Regions from separate parts of the Zea mays genome. Here region 1 is linked to region 2. A link is a contact called in public Hi-C data. All regions are on one chromosome and are shown on one strand. Each heading gives the region's core, a stretch centred on a gene start, on an enhancer-like site or on the middle of the called end of the contact. The rest is flanking DNA. Distances are from core to core; before and after follow the strand shown.

What was found. Hi-C and Micro-C count contacts between places; a contact is called where the count stands out from the background.
Region 1: a contact with region 2 is called in a Hi-C map of leaf, with 4 times the contacts expected there. The contact joins the promoter of LOC100281312 here to the promoter of LOC100278939 in region 2. A contact is called at or near these places in 3 of 25 Hi-C or Micro-C datasets (ear and leaf).

The regions. Positions count from the first base shown.
Region 1 is chr3:56,176,064-56,180,503 of Zm-B73-REFERENCE-NAM-5.0, reverse strand. It overlaps LOC100281312, which reads right to left and starts at 3,093. Exons shown (of 1, transcript XM_023301970.1): 1 at 1,271-3,093. The coding sequence starts at 2,050. The coding sequence ends at 1,595.
Region 2 is chr3:55,981,175-55,985,552 of Zm-B73-REFERENCE-NAM-5.0, reverse strand. LOC100278939 (RING-H2 finger protein ATL3) reads right to left here and starts at 3,024. Exons shown (of 1, transcript NM_001174227.2): 1 at 1,921-3,024. The coding sequence starts at 2,976. The coding sequence ends at 2,212.

The DNA.
Region 1 (4,440 bases), core at 1,844-4,343, 190 kb before region 2:
AAGCAACTGCATTAAGCTTAACCTCACATACAGCTAGTCAACTTTAGCGAAACGGGACATTTGGTAAGTATGTTGATGTGTACTCACCCTTGCTTAAAACACCAAACCCTACGTTGTTTCCATTGCAATCAGTGCTCAGGAGAAGATGAAGACAATATGGAGGACTTTCAGGAGTTTCAGGACTTCAATGAGTTCTAGATTAGATTAGTGGTAAACCTCGAGTCAGCTGTCTGTAAAGGCCTTATCATACTATGTTTCGTATTAGCACTTTTATTATGATTATGACTTAAGTTAATGACTCTATGGATGTCTTGGACATCGTGATGTAATAAAGTACTTATTTCCGTTATTATTTTGAGCATTGTGTAATAATGTACAATTATGTAATCATTGTGTACGTGAATTTGTAATCCTGACACGTACATGATTTGCATTCGGTTTGCTTTTCAAAACCGGGTGTGACACTCTCTCACGTCCTCTCTCTAGTATTATAATGTTAGCACATGCTATATACCAGCCTTATGAAAAGAAAATATAGAACAAAGAAAGCATAAGAGTTTAGGTAAAAGCTAAAATTATAGTGTTTTTGAAACCGACGATCGTATATACTTGATATTTTTTATACAAGATAACATACTTCTAATGACGCTACGAGATAATGTTGATTTTCCTTTTTAACTGACGCCAAAACAGTTATATCTTGCTTGCAAAACCAGTTTGCTGGTTTGGAGTCATCCGAACAAGATAATGCTTCCCTTACTACACTCCATTGACCCAAGACTACTACCTGACGTCGTCGTTTCCCACACAAGTACACAAAACAAAACTAATGCAATCAATCAGTCATAATGACTAGACCGGTGCGTCCATATCCTCGAGAGCCACGGTCGTCGTCGTCGTGTCCGTTACGCCACTGCCCTTGGTGGGCCCCACCTCCTCCGTGGCGACGACGACGCTGGCCCGGCAGAGCGGGCATGTGGTGTGCCGCCGCCGCAGCTATAGATGGCCAAACGGGCCGCCCGGCCCGGCACGGCACTAAGCACTATTAGGCACGGCACTATTAGGCACGGCACTATTAGGCACTATTAGTAATCGTGCCGTGCCGTGCCGGCACTAGTGCCTAACCAGCGGCCCAGGCACTACACTATAGTGCCTAATCGTGCCGTGCCGGCACTATACGACACTAATATCTAATAGTGCCCGTGCCAGCCCAGACACTATTTCATTTTAAAAGATAAAAAAATATAGAAGATCTTTAAGATTATATATATAATTTTAAAACTTGAATATTTATATCATTATAAAGTGAATTCATTATGTGTAAATCACAACAAATAACAATGTACAACCCCATACACATATCACAATCACATTTATAAACCACATGTTGGTCTAAGTCGTGCCTAACCGTGCCGGCCAGTTAATCGTGTCGTGCTCGTGCCAGGCCATCGTGCCGGGGTGGCGGCCCAAGCACGGCACTAGACTCGTGTCGTGCCGGCACTGGCACTATATGAATCGTGCCCGTGTCGTGCCGAAGCACTATGGGCCGTGCCGTGCTTAGTGCCGGCCCATTTAGCACGGCCCGTTTGGCCATCTATAGCCGCAGCCAAGCGTCGACGCACGCCGCGTGGAACCGGTGCCCGCACCGCGGCAGCGCGCGCCCTTCGTCGCCGTCCCGCAGCTCCGCGATGCACACCGCACACTCGGCGCCGGCGCCGGACCCGGAGCGCACGACGAACGTCGGCAGCGACGCCACGATGCGACCGTGCTGGTCCTGGGACGATAGCGGCGACGGCGGCGTCGATGTGGAAGACGCATCGTCGTCGTGGTCCGTGGGGTTAGCTGCTGAGGGGGACGCGGCGCTTCTGCGGGAGAACACCCTCCAGAAGTAGAGGTAGACGAGGGCGACGAGCACGACATTGACGACGACGAGGCAGGCCGTCATGCCGCGGCCGTGCGGACCCCACCGGATGCTGCTGGAGGTGGTGCTGTATGCCCTGTCTGTGCCAGGATCAGTGTCACCATAGGAGCTTGAGCTCTGTCCTGACATGTCGATTGGCGAGTAGTGAACTGGTGATGGCCGATGGGTCTATACAGGCTCATTAACCAAGAACTCAGAGTGTCAGGCAGAGGAAAGTGTTCGCGAACAAGAACTTTGATCAGCCAAAACGAGGTGGGGAGAAGGAGCGGAAGAACAGGAACGGAGCAGCGAGAGCGAGACAGACACAATCATCAAGATAGCGGTGAGTGCGCGTGGCGACTGGCGACCAATAGTCTCCGGAGATATAAATGTTCCTAGACATCGGGTCCTAGTCGGCATATCACCTGTTTGCCGAAGGTAATCAAAAACTAATAAATTTTAACCACTTTATGATTTAATTTGTTTTAGGGATAACCGATTCATATTTGCCAAAGGTTATTAATATAGACTAAAGAGAGAACGAGGAAGTTTCGGCATCAACGTCTAGCTGAAGCATCTTGCGGCACAGAAAGGAAGCACCAGGGAAATAAAGGAGGGATTAAGGCCTCGTTCCTTTAGTTTGAGGATTAAAATTTAGTTAGCAGACTAAAGTTTAATTCCTACCCTGTTTGGTTTTCCTGTTTGGTTTTAGGGATTAAAATTATTCAAAACACATTAAATGAATCATAAGAGAACTAAAATATCCCTTACATTCTCCCACCATTAGTGTATCTAAAATAAAGGAGAGACAAAAAGTAGAATTTATATGGTTTAGTCCCTTTTAGTCACCCCTTGAGGCACTAAAAACTAAAATAGTTTAGTCCATGTTTTAGTCCCACTGTTTGACAATTTAGGGACTAAATGTGACAAATTGAGGGACCAATCTTTAGTACTTCAAACTAAACGGGCCTTAATTTGCATCCGCATAACGTTTGCAAAGGGAAAAGACGATGATGGTCATAGATGTAATTTTATATTAACTTGTATACCCTCACGTCCTTATAAATAGATGAACAGTACTCATACGTAGGGATGACTCCTTTTCTCAAAGAGAAAACGCTGTAATAATTGGAGTTCTTGAGCATTCGAACATTTGAGCATTCGAACATTTGAGCATTCTTCGAATTCTTGGAGGGTACACTTGTAATAATTGGTAATCGACAAAGGATAAATAAAGAAATAAATTTACAGTATATTGACTCAAAGCCTCAGCCCTGTGTTTTATTACATATTTATGGTTATTCAACCTGTTCCCTTTAATCTATTCTACCCTTAAGAATAGATTAAAGGGAAGAAGATCTTGTCACTTTAGTTGTGTTGCTCTGTTTTAGTTCTCTTCAGGAATCTTAACAAATGATCAACATTGGCGCCCATCTCAGAGTGGAGATTTCTATGGTGATATGGATCCTCTAGTTGCTCGTCTTGTTGCGTCATGTGGCACAATATACTTCCGATGCTTCGTCAATTTGTCATTGCAAGTGAGGAATCTGAAGCATTTTCCCCTCTGCTTCTCAACTTGACGTTGAATGGCTTCAAGATTTTGGATTTCTTGGTCGAGGTCATCTTGTGGTGGAGGGTCCACAACCTCGCTCTTGACTTTTCCTAGATCACGTCTTTCGAGAAGATGTGCTTCTTCAATTTGATTTTGATCTATAGGACTAATAACAGAGCCCACAACTATACTTTTCTTTGGAGGCATGACGAATGACTTGTTTTTGTTGTGGATTCACTAGAGGTGGGCGCCAATATTGATCACCTATTCAGATTCTTGAGGAGAACCAAAACAGGGCAACATAATTAAAGTGACATGGTCTTCTTCTCAATAATCTACTCTCAAATAAGGGTGATTAAAGTAAGAATGTTTAGATACGAATAATAAAATGATACAAAGACGAAACCGCAACATAACACATGTTTACTTCGCTTGTTTCTTTTACCTGATTACATGTAATTATAGGTATACCTTCGAATAAGCTTACGGAAGTATGTCCTCTGCCCAAAAGGAGTGGGGCCTCTACATGGGCACTGTACCTCTATTTATAGAGACAACACGATATACAACTTCCTATGAAATTACAATTATGGCCTTGATCCCTATACATGTAAACTACAAAGCCTCTGAAGAGTACCATCGTCTTTTTTCCTTAGGGACGTATCGCACATGCATCCAAAGCCTTCCTTCGTCCACCCAGTCCAATGCTTTATGCCTTGCTCAAGTCAAGATGCTAAAGCTCTAAGCTTCGCCTCATATTTATGGATGCCATCAGGACGAAGGTGATCTTATCACTCCTGAAATAAACTCAGAGATGATTAATGTTTCAGTGTTTTGAGGACCTTTGGTTAGAGCAGGCTCCCAAAACTAGCCCCTCGTGGTATTAGTTTGTTTTCTTAATGACCTCATACCACGAGATGAACAAAAGAGGTCTCGCGCTAAGGGTCCAAAAAACACCTTTTTGAAGCTCATTATTGAAAACGAACTC
Region 2 (4,378 bases), core at 1,775-4,274:
TGTTTGTTTGGAATTATAATTTATCTAGGTTATATAATCTAACAAATTTTGACTAATTATTAGTTTAAAATTTGTTAGATTATTTAATCTGGACAAGTTAATATACTAAGCAAACATGTCCCTTAGCCTAAAGAAATGTGTCAGCAACAAAGATGTCGTTTAGTTTACATATTTGTTTTTTTAATGAACCAGACATGAAAGCTGCCGATTATATTAATAAAGAAGAAGTGGTCTAGACCGGACTAAACAACAAATAACAGGCGGTTGGATTGGGACATCAACACGCCGACACCAAACAACTCAACTCGCCAGTTGGATTGGGATATCAACACGACACCACACTCACCACCAACACAGAGTGCCCAAACACGACAGGCAGCGGCAACCAGACACGAGAGCACACAAAACTGCTAAGGGTCATCGTTGTCAAGCAAGAATGCAGAGCATCCGACAGGCGAAACAAACGAAAAGCAGATAGACAGCCCGATGCGAAAGGTCTCAACACTTTATCGTTGTCGGGCTCAAGGCACAGACAAGCTCCGACTTCCAATCTTGACCCTCTGCCCTGCCTCCGGTTTTAGCCCGACCTGCGAAACATTCTGGACTACGAAGAAGGGAGGTTTGCCTCATGTTATCGTTGTCGAGTCATATCCCCTGACGTAGCAACTCCGGCTTCACGTTACAAAACCCCACCTCCACTCGCAAACCAGGCGCCGAGAAGCGAAGCAACGGCCGAAGGCAAAGACGTGGCCGAGACGAACTTAAGAAGCGACGCCTTCAGGAAGGGAGTGACGTCACCGTGACGCCATCGTCGCCTGTCCGCGATGGACCGGGCTTTCACCCAAGGAAGATAGCGCTGGGATGCGACGACCTCAACAGGGGAAGCGGCACCCATGGGTGTCACCGTCGCCGAGACTTTCGCTCAAGAGCCCCCAGCACAGCGTCTGGCCGAAACCTCGAGACACAGCAAGCTGCCTTCACCATCGTCGCTGCCCCGACGCCCCACACAATGATGAAGATTTTGGGGCCTGTTGCCACCATCACCACCTTGCACAAGCCCGAGCCACTAGCCGACGCTGCCGCAGACGAGAGGAGGTCCCGCCACCGCCATTCTGGTCGACTTTGTAGGCCTGTCGATGCACCAACGCCGAACTCCACCCGGCTCATGCACTGGCCCGGGACCAGCCTGCCGGCGCCTCCGATGCTGGCACGCGGAGGCGGTCGACCTCACGCGCGCCAGATCCAGCCCTTCGCGCATCAGCTGCGCAAGCACGCAGACCAGGCACCCCTCCAGCCCCCTGAGCAGCAGCGATGGGCGGACGCCGCCGCCGTGGGCTAGCTAGGGGCACGATGATACCGCCGCTGCCTCCACCACTAGCTGCACGAGCAACCCGCCAGCTAGCTCCGGCGTTGAGCCGCGCCTAGGTCCCAAGCCAGCAGCGAACCATGGTGGCCCTCCATGCCGGGAGCCGGAGAGCGTCGTCGGACGGGTCCCATGCGGGGACAACTGGATCCATGGCAGGGGACCATAGATCCAAAGACGAGCTCCCCGGATCTGGCCGAAGACGCGCCGGAGCCCCACCCAACGTCGACGAAGGGGAGGGAGAGAGGAGAGCAGGGTGGGGAGGGGACGGAGAGAGAAGAGGAGGCACGAGTGGGAGGTCGCGGAGAAGCCGACTTGGGTCGACAGCCACCGCTAGCCGCCACTGCCGCCGGCTGCGACGGCACCGGCCGGCAAGGGCAAGTGTGGAGTGGACCGGTGGTGGCGCGGCCTGGTTGCCTGCCCCCGAGACGCCCCAAGCGGAGCGACGCGAGGGCGTCCTTTACTGCGAGCACTTTGTTTACATATTGTAACGTGATAGATAATTGATAACGTTAGATTATATTTGTTTAGATTCAGCCGAAATAAAATATCACATTAGTAGCTCCACCTATTCAAATTTATTACAACTATCAATCATTAATGTTGTGAAGCAAATAGCATCCAAGCAGTTTACATGTCTCGAGTCAACGTCGAGACAGATATGTCCATGAGTTCGTCCGCAAAAAATCGTACTACAAATCATGGCAAAACACAGCTGGCATCACCAACAAATCTATGTACAGTCTAATGGCAGAACGCTCCGAAACAATCGAGGTGTCCATGTGCGAAAATCAGAGGAAGCTTCCGAGGTCCTGTAGTCTGTGGCTGTGGGAGCCAATGGAGCCCTGTCAGAAGGAAGAGAATCGGGTGGAAGCAAAGACCCGCCTGGCTTTCTCAAGATCCCGGCCGCTATGCAACCTCCCCATCACCGGCACTACCGTGGATCCATTGGGCGTCGCGGCGACGGCGTCCCCGGCCACGTCTATCCGCACCTCCTCCGACAGCGCCCCGCCCTCGGCTGGCACGATAGCGCCCGGCGCCACGACGACGACGTCGGCGCGGCAGAGCGGGCACGTGGCGTTCCCCCGGAACCAGGCGCCAATGCACTCGATGTGGAAGCGGTGGCCGCACCGCGGCAGCGCGCGGGCCTTCTCCCCGGGCTCGAGCTCCGCGAGGCAGACCGCGCAGTCCCCGCCCCCCGCATCCGCGCCCGCTTCGATCAGCACGACCGGTATCGCGGCGAGCACAGCGGAATCGAGGCCGCGATGGGGGGGAGGCGCTCCCTCTCCGTCACCGTCGCGGCGGTCCTCGTCGCCACCGGCGATGGCCAGGCTCCGGAACAGCCGCCGCTGGTTGCCGCCGAGGCGCCGCCGCCGTGTGCTGTTGTAGAGGTGCAGCGCGACGAGCGCCAGGAGCACGCCCGCGAACGCCCCCGCCGCGGCGAGCAGGATCTTGCCAGTCATGGCGTAGTTCGTCGGGTCGGTCACCTGCGGTGGGCTGGGGACGTGCGGCTTGGAGAACGGCAACCTATACTCGGGACTCCCTTCGCACGAGACCGCCTCCTCGCTCGCCTTGGGGCCGTTGCCGTTGCCGTCGCCGTCGCTGACGCCCATGTCTGATGGTCGAGCGCTGCGCTCACCGAACTGAGCTGTGGTTTCGCGGATGATTTGGGTGTGGTGAGTTCGGTGAGCAAGTTACTTATAGTACGTGATTTCATGACTGAAGTGCCCTTGGTAATGCTCGGAACATTGGGATGGAAATCAAAGGGGTAGCCTCGGGTTTTCAGCATTGGCTGGACGTCTAGAGTAGCACAGCAAGTCAGCAACAGTCCGTCTCCGTTCCCCGGGCCGGGGCTCACTGGCTGACCGCCCGTACGCCGTGTGAGGACAGGCGAACGGCCGTGATACGTTCACCGGGCGGTTCTAGGCGCACGGTCAAGAGAGTTGACTTTGATTAGGAGCATCAACCAACCAGGTCCAGTCCAGGTGGTAGTGGGTGTTCGTCTCCTCTGCTCTTTCCACAATGGATGTCCTCTCTTTAACTACTACTCCCACTGGGACATGGAAGCCCTCCCTTGCCGTGATTTGGACCCGGGCAAAATTTCTCAGGGACTGGGGAGCAGACGGCGACAGGCAGCGCGGGGGCGTGGTCGGCCCTGACCGATCGACCTGCGAAGCTTCGCGGAAGCGAGGCGTCCGCCAGCCACGTCACAGCTTCTGTCCTCGCCTGCTTCAGCGAGAAGAGGAAAGTGACCTTGCCCCTCTTGCCGGACCCCATCGAGGGCCCACGGCCGTCTTTAGAAATATACAGGCCCCGTAACGACATCAACGGGCCCCTATATATATATATATATATATATATATATATATATATATATATATATATATATATATATATATATATATATATATATATATATATATATATATATATATATATATATATATATATATATATATAAAAGTTTATATGTATAGTATAATTAAGACATGCTTTCACTAACTCAAATAATTTAGATATGTATGGTTCTAGTAACTAATGTTTAGCTCGTATCATATCATATATTTGAATGTCTATTACGAGTATTAAATATAGTCTAACTATAAAACTAATTACACAACTGAAAACTAAAGGATGAGACAAATTTTATTAAGCCTAAGTGACCTATGATTAGCAAATGTTTAATGTAGCACTACATAAGCAAAACGTGGACTAATTAGGTTTAATAACTCTGTCTCGTCGTTTAGTTCTTATGTATATAATTAGTTTTTATAAATAGACTACATTTAATTCTCGTTTGTGTACTTAGTTTTATAATTAACTGTATTTAATGTTTCTAACTAGCATCTAAATATCCTACGTGATAGGAACTAAAATTTAGTCTAGAGAACCAAACAGTACCTCAAACTCTACCTTCGGTAGCTGTGGCGCTTGGTCAGAGATCGTGGGTTCTCCTCGCTAAAGTTTAGTTCGTCTCTCGTTCGATGTTTAAATATAAATTGAGTATTAAATATA